Regions from separate parts of the Mus musculus genome. Here region 1 is linked to region 2. Evidence: chromatin contacts called from public Hi-C data. All regions are on one chromosome and are shown on one strand. The core of a region is the stretch at or near the end of the contact, and the rest is flanking DNA. Distances in the headings are between cores, read along the strand shown. Region 1 holds the start of C2cd2 (C2 calcium-dependent domain containing 2). Region 2 overlaps Prdm15 (PR domain containing 15).

What was found. Hi-C and Micro-C count contacts between places; a contact is called where the count stands out from the background.
Region 1: a Hi-C map of olfactory sensory neurons shows a contact between it and region 2, with 2.3 times the contacts expected there. The contact joins the promoter of C2cd2 here to the enhancer-like site in region 2. A contact is called at or near these places in 1 of 39 promoter capture datasets (hippocampal neurons), 5 of 484 Hi-C or Micro-C datasets (the HL-1 cell line, cerebral cortex, nephron progenitors and 2 more) and 3 of 9 other capture datasets (adipose tissue, liver and pancreatic islet).

What each region holds. Positions count from the first base shown.
Region 1 is chr16:97,918,747-97,925,530 of GRCm38.p6, forward strand. It overlaps C2cd2 (C2 calcium-dependent domain containing 2), which reads right to left and starts at 3,887. Exons shown (of 14, transcript NM_174847.2): 1 at 3,309-3,887. The coding sequence starts at 3,569.
Region 2 is chr16:97,804,478-97,811,298 of GRCm38.p6, forward strand. It overlaps Prdm15 (PR domain containing 15), which reads right to left. Exons shown (of 24, transcript NM_144789.2): 13 at 6,580-6,674; 14 at 4,178-4,309; 15 at 3,245-3,379; 16 at 2,532-2,695; 17 at 1,998-2,077; 18 at 1,568-1,687. Among named protein-coding and RNA genes, the nearest start is that of Prdm15, 43 kb to the right of the region's middle. Within about 2 kb of position 1,689, at least 18 of the 459 cell types and tissues checked have an H3K27ac peak or open chromatin away from gene starts, as enhancers often do. A contact at or near this core is called in olfactory sensory neurons, where this site is marked.

The sequences.
Region 1 (6,784 bases), core at 2,637-5,136, 120 kb after region 2:
CCCAACAATAAACATAAATTTTTGTAAAGACAATCTTGATGAAGAAATGAGACTTAATGTTAAAACCGTCAACTATAGGCATTGCTGGGTACAGTAGATCTCTGGTTGATAGATGGCGAGAGACAGGTGTGTACAGTGGCTTCTCACCCAAGGGGAAGAAAGTATCTCCTGTTCTCTAACCTTCAGCTAAGCCAAGCCCTTCTTGTGAATGTGGCACCGTGACAGAGAAGCATGCAAGGGTAATTCCTACTCACTGGAAGATTACTCACCAGATGCCAGATCTATGATGGCTTCCCCTCTTTCCCACCTAACTAATCACCCTATAAACTACTTATGGAGTGATGGTTGGAATCTGGGTTGGAGTTCACACAGCTACACTTATAAGAGCACAAAGAATCCACCTTGAGTCACTTCTTAGTCCTTGGATCACAGGGATTCAGTTACATCACACAGGCCCTCTTCATTAGACTTTATTCAGAAGAAACACTTGAGGCTCAGGATGAATTTGCTTCCCACAGGGCATGGCTGTAGCTTATGTGGGACCACAAAGAAGCCAGATCTTGAGCTCTCCATTCTCAAGCTCTTGAGAGAGAAGGGCTTGAGCAAAAAGTTTGAGTTTCTTTCCATTGTAAAACAACTAAGATGGCTTAATGAGTAAAGTGCTTGCTGTGTAAGGATGAGGATCTAAGTTAGATTCTCAGAACTTAGAAAACTAAATTAGGTATGAAGCAGCAGCATGCTTGTAATTCCAGCACTGTGAAGGCTGTGGAGGTTGTAGAGTCAGAAACAGGTGGATTCTTGGAGCTTGCTGGCCAGCCAGCCTAACCAAATCAATAAGCCAATCAGAAACCTTGTCTCAAAATACAAAGTGAATAGTGTCCTTGAGGTTGTCTTCTGGTCTCTCTCTACATGTACACACATTACATGTGCACCTGCATACACATCACACACACAAATACAAACCTAGCATAAAATCTGGAATGGGACTGGTTACTGTTTCCACTGGGTAGAAAAGTTCCCTCTTCATGGAAGATGCTGGATCTGATTGAACATTACTAGTGTCTCTCCATTCCACTCCACCAGTGACAGACCAAGTATTGGTTGACTCCCAAGTATTAGTTCCCTACCTGGCTGGGGCAAAGAGATTTCAGGACAGAGTCAGGCAAGGGACCTCTAGGCTGTTGCTGTCTGTGCCTAGAGCAGTCTGGGAATGTCAGCCTAATCAGGGATTAGTGGCATTTGAAGTGGGAGGAGGGCAGGGAGAAACTCCAGCAGGTGTGGTGGCTGGTGTCAGGCTCTCACTAGTATAAATGCCTGCATCTGTTCCCCACGTGTCACTACTGTAACAACAGCCACATCCTAAGACACTGGTAGAGAGGTAAGTGACTGAGTTCCTATCTACATGCAAAACCCTTCATTTGAATACAATCAGGCAGCATTCTCGGGTATCAGGCATCAGTCAGTCAACTAGAACAAAACTGTACTAAGGAATAGATAGCCAATACCAATTTCTGTGCAAAGTGCCCCCTGTAAAGTTACTTTGAGTTTAAACCCAATATGGTACTGGCACTTTCAAACAGGAGCTCTCTAGAGATAAATGTCTGAATTTGTCAAAGAGCAGAAAACAGACATGACCATGCAAACAAGCCAGTGTCTTTTCAGCCAACCCCAACCCCATGCCACCCCTAACCACAAAGGCCAGAGTGACAGATAAGAGGATTTCACCTGCCACTAATTCCATGGGAATTCACTTGCCCAACCGAGACCAGTGTTAAGGAAGGGGCTTCCTCTTCTATCTAGTCAACCCTCCAGGCACAAGAAGCCCTGGGAGCGTGTCTAGAGTGATCCTATCTTAGGAAGTCAACCAAGAAATGGCAGGAAATAAAACATCCAAAATTCACAGAAGGGGCACTGACTCTAGGCCACCAGTGTCTACTTCCTACAGATCATTAACCAGCACACTTGCTATCACCCTACTGAAAGAGAGAGAGAGAGAGACTGGCATCAGCTCAGGCAACACTGTGTTCTCTGTACTGAAGCCAGGCTTCTAACACCAGATCAAATGACAGTCAGTGACAGCAGCTTCATGGTGGGGTCATGTTTACTCCTATATATGAGGACACATGGCTTGAGTACTGACCCTGGGTAGAGGTCCAGCTCTGATGACTGCGCACCTATTCTAGGTGTCAAGACAGATGTCAACTGACCTTGTAGTCTTTGCATCCAAAAAAGTCTTTTTCCAAGAGTCCAGAGCAAAGTCTCTTGTACTGTTGGATTTGTGCTAACTCATACTTAAAGCTTTTTTCTTTTTTGTTTGTTTGGGTGTTTGGGTTTGTTTGTTTGTTTTTTCACTCAGTGGCTACATGTGCCAAGACCATGGCACAAAGATCAGGCTCAGGGCCTAGTGGAATATTCTGAAAGTGGATAGGTTCAGTGTGACAATGACTGAACATTATGATATTCACTGTGTTCAAGGCTGGCAGTGTGGGGCTTCTCCGCTGGGCTGTATAGCAGGTACAGAGGCCTGTGTACCTGAAGTTGAGGGACAGCTGCAGCGCTGACAGGTGCCAGCTCTGTCCCACCAACCTAATTCCCCTGTGGAATGCCTCCAAATTGTAGACGCCAGGAACTTGTCCTTACACTAACATCTCTTAAAAGTAAAAATAATTCTGCAAGCAATTAACAATGAAAGAAACAACCACAGGAGTATGAGACATAGAGCAGGGTAATAAGCCCAAGGTGTGAGGTCAGCACATTTGGGTTCTCATCTTGGCTCTGACACCAAAGACTACTTTAACCTTCCAGGCCTCAGTTTCCTCAGATGGATGATGATGATGACATGCTAATCTGGAAGTGACATAAGCATTTACAGTCCCCAGGGCTATAGCTGAGAAGCAGCGAGATCTCAATAAATGGTCACTATTCTATGTGCTCAGAAATGCAAGCCTTTTAGAATTTAGAAGCTTTAGGCAGAGAACAAGATTCTAAATGAAAGCACATTTGGATCACAGTTATCCATTTATCGGGTTCAAAACCAGTAGGTGTCCACTCGGAATCCTCTAGGGACCGGCTGGGTGGTTCTCCCACAGAAAGCCTCACGGAGCTTAAGACGTTTGCTGTGTGAAACAGTCAGTCACTTTGTTAACTCCCCACCTCAGGTGCTTCACTCTCCCTAGTTCTAACTTCAAAGAACGCCTTTCCTCGGTAGGCTCTGGGTGGCGAGTCAGGGACTGTGGCGGCCTCCCAGGAACAGGGCTCTTTCTGATGCCCCTCTCACCTTCAAACACCACGCCCTCCTAGGAACTCACCCCTCTCTTTTCGGCCTCATAGTTCAGGGCGGTCACCCAAGCCGCCTGCCACTGGTTCCCCCAGCTATCCCGTGTCAGTATCCAGGAAAGGAGTGTGTCCGACTCCCGGCGCCTTAGCTCATCCGGCTCCGCCCGCCGCCGGGGCGGGGGTCGCGCCTTGGCCAGCGCCCACTGCGCCAAGTACAGGCCCACGGTGCCCAGGGCCGCGACGAAGAGCGACACCAGGAAGAGCCACTGCACCTCGCTGAGCCACGAGCCCATGCTGACGGCGCATACCCGGCGAGCGCGCCCCGACTTCCCCCAGCAGCCGTGGCCGCAGGGCGCGCGGAGCTGGCGGGTGGCGACTCAGGACATCCGCCGGTACGCAGGGGCACAGGGTCCGGGGCCTGGGAGGCCAAGGCAGCGGGGAGGGCGGCGAGGACCGGTAAGCGAACCAAATTGAGCGCTGCGCGCCTGGGAGCCAAACGCGGGACAGAGGAAGCTGCTCCCCACGCGCGGTTGGGAAGTGCAAGGCAAAGGCTCTTCTTCCCAGCTTGCCGCCCGGGTTGTCCCGCCCGCGGCCCGTAGTAACCGCAGGAGGCCGGGCCTGGGGGCGGAGCAGGAGCGGAGTCTCTTTTTACAGCTCCGCCTCCTTAAAGGCCCCGAGGGCCCTCACGGCGGCGTTAAGGGCGCAAGTCCTCTCCTGCCACTACCTTGAGTGGTGGGTGAGAAGGTGTCGGGGTGCCTCGCTTGGCGCGCCTTGGCTGGGAACTGTGCGCTGGCGCGTGGGTGGGATGCCCAGATAAAGCGAGAATTCCAAGAATTTCCCCACTGCCAAGACTAGGATTTTGCAAGGCTAGCCACAGCAGCCTGTAGCTGTCACCCTAAAGTAGGCTGATGGTCGCTGCAATATGGGGATGATGCCTGTCCTATTTCAAGATCCAGGGAGGTGCTTGTCAAACCTAGGCCATAGTTCAGGATGTGCATGGATCATCGACTTTGGAGTGTGTGTGTGTGTGTGTGTGTGTGTGTAAGTATACATGTGTGGTATGGTGGGAGGGGAATTTGGTATGTTGTATGTGGTGGTGAGATTTGTATGTGCACAGTACCCGTTTTTTGTGTTTTGTGCATTTGTGACAGCTTTCTGCATGCTCATCTTGAGAAGTTTCAGAAAGTTGTCAGAAACATGGTTCAGCTGTGTTTTCTGCAGCTGCATCAGTGGAACTGGACTTCAAGTTAGGCTAGGTGGACCTAACATTCAGCCTTCTCCTAGTATGTTGGAGCAAAAGACTGGCTACATCAGGGGAGATATAAGCCTAGAATCAGTGTCCCTACCACATTTATCTTTGAGGAGAAACGTGGGGTGGCAGTTGGACAGAGGGACTTTGTGGAAACAAAATGGAATCAGTTCAAGGTTGCTAGGATTGAACTTGAACCTCTCCTAGCTAGGATATGGGATTAAAAACTCCCTAACCCTAACCCTGTCTTGAAAAAACAAAAACAAGCAAAAGAACAAACAAACAAGCAAAAAAAAAAAAGTAAACAACAACAAAACAACCCTAACCATGTCTTTCAAGTTACCATAGGATGATGAACCCTACCTAGCAGGCATAGTACACTGGCTGGAGGCTCAGACTTACTCCCCTTTCCCTCTTTATATCTGGTATTTTAGCAGAAACAAAGAAAATCTGTTCTCATTGAAAGAAAAGGCTGTTTATTTTCTAACCTAAAGCTAGATCTATTCAGTTGGATGATGTAGGTCTTACCAGACACCTGGGAGACTAGACCACATCTACCTGTGTCCAAATCCACCTGTGTTCCTATGTGTATGTTGGCTGCTACTATGTGGGTGGTGACAAGGAGCTCATCTATCCTGTGTGACTGGTACAACCAGTCTCATTCTTCCACGGACATGTCTCAGGGGCTGCTTACCCAACTGGATTGTAACAAACTTCAAATTAACCACCATCCCTCATCTGGAATGTGTCATATTTCTATATGTGTCTACAAAGAGATTGTTGACATGTAGACATGGAGAGTGTCAATATTTGCTTCTAGAAGCAAACTAAGAGGAAATAAAGAATGACCCTGGCTTATGGGACAATGCAAGTGGTCAAAACATGCTTGCAACCAGAGCAGAAACACCTCCTAAGTTCATGAAGAGATCAGGCCCCTCTAGTTTCTGCTTCTAGTGGAAGACCCATTGGTCCTGGGCTTGTCAGGTGTTTGATTCCCCGTTGTGATATTCCTTGCTTCCCATCAGCTCCTGTTTCTTTCCCCACACCCATCTTTGACCTGGGGAGCAGACTACAGTTCTCCTGTGAGGGGTATCTACTCTCACTTCAATGGGTTTTATGGGTCTAATTCTCAGTCACATTTGGCTGTGGCCATTTGTTGAGTTTAATCTCTCTCTCTCTCTCTCTCTCTCTCTCTCTCTCTCTCCCTCCCCTCCCCCTCCCCCTCTCCTCCCTCTCCTCCCTCTCCCTCTCGCTCTCTCTTGTTTGTATGTGTGTTTGTAAGTATACATGTCCATGTGTGTTTCAAGTGCATGCACCCATGTACAAGCAGCAAAGGCTGGAGAAGGACATAAGGTATCCTACTCCACTTTCAGCCTTGCTCTCTTAAGACAGTATTTTTTTTTTTTTTGCTTCTATTCTCTCATATATTATATCCTGTCAGCAGTTTCCCCTCCTTCCACTCTTCCCAGTCCCACAAGTTCTGTGCCACCATTACCCCAGCACATCTTATAGGCAGGACAGATTGTAAGTCAAAGGTTTTGTGGCTGGGTAGATTTCCCAGTCTTACTGCTACAATCCTTGCCCGGTTACAGAAGATGGCTAGTTCAGGCTCTGTATTCCCCATTGGGTCACTCTCAGATTACAGGGAGTTTCCACTGCAGTACATTGTCCCTTAAATGCCCCCTCAATTCCAGTTTTCTCTCCCAGTACTCTCTCCCTCCCTCCTTCCCTCCCATTCCAGCCTGATCTCTCCTGTTCTGATCCCCACCTGCTCCCAGTCTCTCCACAAAATCCGCCCATTTTCCCTTCCCAGGAAGAACCATTGCATGTGTCATCCCCACTCCCCCAGCCCTTTTGAGCCCTCCTTGCTACTTAGACTATCTGGGTCTGTGGGTTGTAACATGATTATTATCCTTTATGTAACAGCCAAGTGGTATTGGTTCACACCTTTTATCCCAGCACTTGAGAGACAGAGAGACAGGTGGATCTTAGACCAGGGTCAGCATGGTCTACAGAGACAGAATCTCTTTACTCATCCTAGAGCTAGGCTGATAACCAGCAAGCCCCAGAACTCTTCTATTTCTGCCCACTCCCCACCAACACTGGGTCACAGTGGGTGAAGGCATGCAGCCACATCTGGCTTTTTACATGGATTCAAAGAGATTTAAACTCAGGTCCTTCATATAGCAAGGGCTCTTACCTACTGATCCATCTCCCTAGTCCAGGTTTAACCACTCTTCAATACAAAATGTTGTGACT
Region 2 (6,821 bases), core at 439-2,938:
TATTACACGTATGTGGAAGCACCTCTATTCACCAAGCCATCTTGCCAGATGGATACTTTTTTGGTTTTGGTTGTATTTTTCTTTTTTCTTTTTTTTTTTTTTTTCGAGACAGGGTTTCTCTGTGTGGCCCTGGCTGTCCTGGAACTCACTCTGTAGACCAGGCTGGCCTCGAACTAAGAAATCCGCCTGCCTCTGCCTCCCAAGTGCTGGGATTAAAGGCGCGTGCCACCACTGCCTGGCCAGATGCTAATCTTAGACATTGAAACCAACCAAAATCTCACTGACTACAGGCTGATGTTGAGGAAAGGGTGAAGCACCCTCACCAGTCACCACCTAGTTGGGTGAAAAGCAGTGGTCACTAGCAGCAGCAGTACACCCAGAGTGCTCAAACATCAGGGCAGGCAGAGTGCAGTCCTTAGACCCTCCAGTAGACAAGCCAGCAGTGGTGTCACACTGAGTGGGCGCAGTGTGCCCAAAGCCCCCTCTCAGCTCTAAACTCAGCTGGACAATTGCTCACCCCGTCCCATTTCGTTACCACTTACATCTTTACCTGTCTCTCAGTGTGGAGAGACTTCAGACAACCCAGCTGGGCCATAGGGCCTGTCAAACTAGAGCCAGCAGAGGGCGCAGGAGTCGCACCATGTCTTTCAGCTGCCAGTCCCTGGCTGGCTAAGTGCCAGGCCTTTCTGACTATGGAAGAGCAATTTTACCTTAATTCCCACCTCTGCCTAATCCTCATACTAAAAATGCCATATATCTCCCACCACCCAAGGACAAAAACCACAGGTGATGAGAGATTCAGCCAAACTGTTCTCAATCCCTCTCAGGCCCTGCCTCCATCACATCAGGCTCTGCTCAAAACAGTGGCACAGTATTGTCCTCTGCCACTGCTTGTCTGTCTTGCAAAGGACTGCAGTCTGTTGGTACAAACCTCACCCTCACAGTTCTAACACCTATTCATGGTCTTACTCACTCACTCATTTGTTCTCATACCTGCTATGGCTCTGACTATTTGTGTGCCTGGGACTAGAGACCAAGTGGTATGTTAGACAGAACTCCCTGGTTTCACAGGGCTTCTGTTCTAAGTGAGACTGGGGGATGGGAGAACCTACATAGTATGTGGCAAGAGAAGGGAAAGCTAGGCAGAACCGGGCAGAAAGGGGCTTGAGAAGAGAGGTTGTACTCAAGGTCATAGAGCAGGAGGCCAGCCTGGGCTACACAGACCCTGTCTTAGACAATAGAACGTCATCAATTTGGAACATCCAGCTTTTCCTGCAGGCGATACAGATGCCTTGTGGATGATTTTGTGGTAAGTGATGTGATTTTGAGAAAGATTTCTATATCTGGGACCCTGAACCTCCTTTGCCAAAAAGACTCTCATGACTCCTAGCAGCACCACCCCCTCAGCCGTATGCACAGACTATGTCTATGTTCAGGTCTAGAATTTTAGTGATCATAAGCAAGCTGGGTGCAAGGCTGAACTTGCTCTGGTGGCTTGGGGTGTCCTATGACTCCAGGGTACCCTGTGGCCCTGAGGGACCTTCTGGTGCTCTAGGTACACACCCACCTTTCCCACACTCGGCGCACAGGTACTCCCGGATGTTGTCATGCACACGCATGTGCTCTTTCAGCATGTCCTTCCTGGCAAAGGACTTCCCACACTGCTCACAGGCGTGGCTTTTCACACCTATAAACAAACACAGGAGTGTCTGAAAGCCTTAGCTCGCACAGAAAGAGGTCTCAGCAAGAAGCCTATGTGGGCTGCCTTTTCAGACATGGGAGTCTTTGGCATGCGAAGGCCCTGAGGACCTGGAGTGGACACAGGTGGATCTGAAGGATGTGCTGCAAGTGTCAGGGGAGGCCAGGATGAAAGCTGGAGAGATGGGGACACATCCGAGGTGTGGTTGTCTGTGTATGGAGCCAGGGAGAATGATGGGGGGAATCCTGCCGCTGGGGCAGACGAGCTAGCACCAATCATCACAACAGGAGCATCTTACCTGTGTGGATGAGTTTGTGGCGCTCCAAGTTCCCAATGCTGTTGAATATCCTCCCACAGATCTCACAGGGGTGAATGTACCTGAAAGGAGAGGCAAACCTCAGGAGCTACACAGCCCCAGGGGCTCATCACCCGAGGGGTTCACTCACTGTGAAGGCCTTATCTGCTATGAGGGTATGTATCCTCAGCTGTGAGGGGCCTGTGTGAAAGTTCCTTTATCGATGGAGGTGAGGCAAAAGGTGTTATGACCTCAGCTTCTATAATGGGCTGAATTGTCTCCCTCAAATTGTTGTTTAAGTCCTAGATAAGAATGTGGCTGCATGTGGAGACAGACATTTATAGAACAGATCAAAATGGAGTCACCATGGTGACCCTAATCCTTAAGAAGAGGAAACAAGAGACAGACGTGTACAGAAGGCTGGTGCAGAGGAAGGGCAGGTGTCCCAGATATCTGGCATAAGGTGACGCAATGATTGTGATCTGCTAAGCTGAGCACTGTGGCTTTGCAGAGTCCCCCTCTTGCACAGAGTCTTACTTCTGCACGTTGGGGTCAGGCAGGTTCTCCCGGTGGATGACCATGTGGGCATGGTAGGTGGCCTTGAGTGCGAAGCGTCGGTGGCAGATGCTGCAGCCGTGGCCCTTCTCCTTGTGCACCTCCATGATGTGCTTCAGGTATTCCTTCCCACGGCCGAAAGTGAGCTGTGAGAACACAGGGTGGAGGCTGCTGACTCTCTGGCATCCCTGGGCATCTTTACTACCTACACTCGTGTCAGCTAGATACCCGAAGAGGGTCAGCTACTCATGCCAGAGGGGGGCTTGTGGAGGGATATGCACAGAAGTTTGCTGTTTAACAGGAGAGGCTATGGAAACTCAGGTTATGGACTGCTTGGCAATCATTGTCCTCCCTTTAAGCACGCACCCTGCCTTGTGTAGCATAGATACATTTCAGGCTGGCTGGATCAAGAGAGGGATGGGTCAAGGCATCCTCAATCTGAGGCCAGTGAGGCTACTGAGGCCAGTTCCTAAGACACTGGCCCTACCCTAGTAAGCAGTCCTGCTTATGGGTGTGCCAAACCACAAGTGGGTTCGGATGGGTGTGAGGCCTATGGTTACCATCCCTAAGCCCAGATGATATGAAACAACCTTCTTCAGTGGAGGAAACGCACAAAACAGTGCTGTGAGTTCCCCACAGCTCCATGGTTACAAATTTCTCCCTGGAAGCCATGCTTGGGGCAGAGTGTTGAGTACCTGGCACCTCTTGCAGCTGTACTTGTGTGGCTCAGAGTCTGCGCTCTCATCAGAGTTGTCATCATTCTCCTCTGAGGAGATCCCAATTTTGCCAATGAACTCCTCCCGCTGGTGGTCATCCATTAGCGCGATGTCCTGCAGAGGAGTCACAAACCCGGCCTCTAACACAGTGAACTGATTCGCTGGTCATTACTTTCAGGGAATGAGTTGTTTGCTTAGCGAGCTACACCTATGTCCCTTGGGATGGTACTAGGCCTGACCATTCTGTGGCACAGGCATTCACCAGCCCTCAGAGTCACCAATCCAGCAAAACCATCCCACCTGTGCCCAGGCAAAGTCCTGGAGGACAGCACAGACTGCTGCAGCACTGCACGGGACTCGGCCTTTGACTCAGACAGGTTCTTCTCCCACCTGACCTCACACCCAGTTCTCCACATCCTGGGGCTCCTGCACTACTCATCTTTTCCCTAAAGGCGGGGATGCAGCAGACTGCCACCCTCCCTACACCCATTGTTCTGGGGTAAAGGCCCAGCTAAGAGTAATCTGTCAGGTCCCACACAGGAAGAATCTCTGTTCAGGCCCCACAGGTGGACAAACAGATGTGCTAGTATAAGACTGTATGAAGAGCTTGCCAGTGCCCATGTGTTAAAATTTCACCCGAGGAGACACTTGAGGAAGCAGGCCCTTTGGGGAATGACAGGGTCTGACACCCAGAAGTAGGATAACAGCCTTTAGCAGTCTCATCCCTCCACCATGTGAGGACGCAGCAAGAGAGCGATGGATGGACGAGGATGCCTTCAACAGACAGTGAACTTTCCAGTACCTTCATCTCGAACTTTCAGTCTGTTGCTGGTAAGTGCCTCATCTATGTACTAAGAGATACTGCCCCAGGGTGAGCCAGGTCCCCAAGTGCCACCTGTATGGGAACTGCACCTTGAAGTGGACATGGATGTGGTCCCTGAGTACGTCCACTCGGAAGAACTTGCGCCCACAGATCTCGCAGGTGTACTTCTTGTCACCGTGGGTCAGCAGGTGCTTGTTCATGTTGCTCCGACAGGAGAACACCTGGGGACAGGGAGACAGTACAGTGAGGGCTAGGTTACTGGACATACACATAAGCTGATCCCTATGGCCCACAGGACAAGCTACTTCCAGGCCTAGAATACGTGGCAAGTTCTAGACTTATGGTGATTTAAACATCTACTCACACCACAACAGACACGCTGTTTCCAGCCTCTGCTGCAATGGAGTACAACAGAGTGCTTATGCACTTAAACAGCTCATCGGCACAGAGTCTACTGAGGAGCCATGAAGATACACCTACAATTTTCTCAAAATAGATACAAAAGAAGACACTCAACTCAGTTTGAATACTGCTTCATGTTCCTATTTCCAGCCCAGACAATGGATGCAGATTTACTCATGCATCCACACTAGTGCTCTGGGAGCCACTTAACAGGCCAAAATAAACCCTGAGCTGGAGCTAGAAGGATGTGACCTAAAAAGCAGATATGCAACCATCACTAGGGACCCAGGATCTCCACAGACCACAGAGCATCCAATGGCAGGGCTTGCCTCAGATGAGGTACCCCAGAGCCTACTTATCTATTGCCATAGGCTCTACCTCCTTGTCCCTGCACCATCTGGCCCCCAAACCCAGAGTTTAAGAGGCCCCACATGGCTTTGCTACTCTGCTGATCCTAAGGCTTTGGCTTGTTCTGTGGGTTGAAAGAAACCAGAAAATACCACAAAAGCAGTTTCTCATTTCCTCTAGAAAGCATCATTGGATCTGGCAGTGCTGCTACACGCTCACAGTCAGGAGTAGCTAGTCACGAGGGGCTGGGATCCTAGTGTGGTGGTGCTCGGGTGCCAATGCTATGCCATGCCAGTAGCTACTGTGTGTAGCTGGGACAGGCTCAGCAGTAGCTCCTTCTCTAAGCAACAACTGAGGCTGCCTGAGTCACATGTACAAGAGCCTCTCAAGAACCTATATCCCTAGTGTGCACTTGCACAGAGGACCCTTTCTAGAACTTGTATCCTCCAATGTGCACTCTGTGCAGTAAGGGACATGACTTCTATTCCTCTAGAGACACAACCAGTACTTCCAGTTACCTGACTTGTCAAAGATGAGCCTAACAAACAAGCAATGGCATTTCTAGTTGAAGGTAGGTGCTCATGTATGAAGAATGGGACAATGTGTATGTGGCAGCCAGGACAGGGGCTGGGAGCTCAAGATACCGTAGACACGAGCCAAGGCCAGGGTAGATCCTGTGAGGCACCTACACAACAGCACAGGTTACCCAGGCGAGAATACCTAGCATTGACAACCCAACCTTGATTACCATGGGGTTCTCTATGAAAATACTTAGCCTACCTTAGAAAATACTAACTTAGAAAATACTATCTAGACACTGAGCAGGGGTGGCCAGCACAGACGGCATAAAGCTCCAGAGCATCTCCCTTCTTCAACGTAGATATGAAGACAAGGTCCAGTCACTCAGGAGGACAGCATGTCCCATAGAGCAGATAGGAAAAAAGATTCTCAGCAGATTCACTGGAAACCAATCCCAGGTGGCAGAGACCCAAGTGTTGAATGTGCAACCTGAGGGATACTTCAGTTAAAAACACATGGTGCATACTGAACACTGTTGCCCTGGTGGGTGCATCTAACCTTCTGACACTGAAACATGGCATTGTCTACAAAGTTAACACTTAAGAATTGCAAGTAGAACTGAACTCCAAAAACTAAACCTCATTGTGGTGGTTAGTCTTCTGTTTAATGTGGCACAAGCTAGCATTATCTAGGGAAAGGGAACATCAATTGAGAAAAATACCTTCATTAGTTTGGCCTATATATAGGCAAGTCTGTGGGGTTATTTTCTTGATAATTACTGATAAAAGGCTCCAGCTCACTGTGGGCAGTGCCACCCCTAGGTTAGTTGTCTTGGTACTGTAAGAAAGCAAGCTGAGCAAACCATGGAGAACCAGCCAGTAAGCAGCACTCCTTCACGACTTCCTGCCTCCAGTTCCTTATGGAGTTCCTGCCCTGACCCCCCTTCATGATGGACTGTAAGTAACTCTTTCCCCTTAAAGTTGCTTTGGTTACCGTTTACCACAGCGACAGAAACCTAACTAGGACATGTGTTCTGTCTTAAATGTTGCATGTTTGTGTTAAGCTGCATTCATGGCTATCTGGGGATGCAAGAGGACTGCATGCTGCAGGCTGAACGTGCCTATAAGCTTCCTGGACAATGCTTTCTCCTTGTAGCTCTGACCTTGAGCTTAAGAGAACAGGGACTTTGCATCCAAAATCAACAGTCCCTGCAGAACATTACCTTGCCACACACTGGGCATCCAGAAGGTTCCTTCTTGTAACGAACCAGGCTTTCCCCGCTGGCCTCCAAGTCTTCTCTCTTCACCCGCCGCACACCTGAAGTCCCAAACCAGACAGGAAATGTGAGGCCGCACAACACAGATCAGATCCCAGAACTGCCTGGGAACTATGCTGGAAACATTGTGGTACCAGATATGCAAGAGGCTAGTGGAGGGTTGCTTAAACCATGGGTTCAGGGCTACT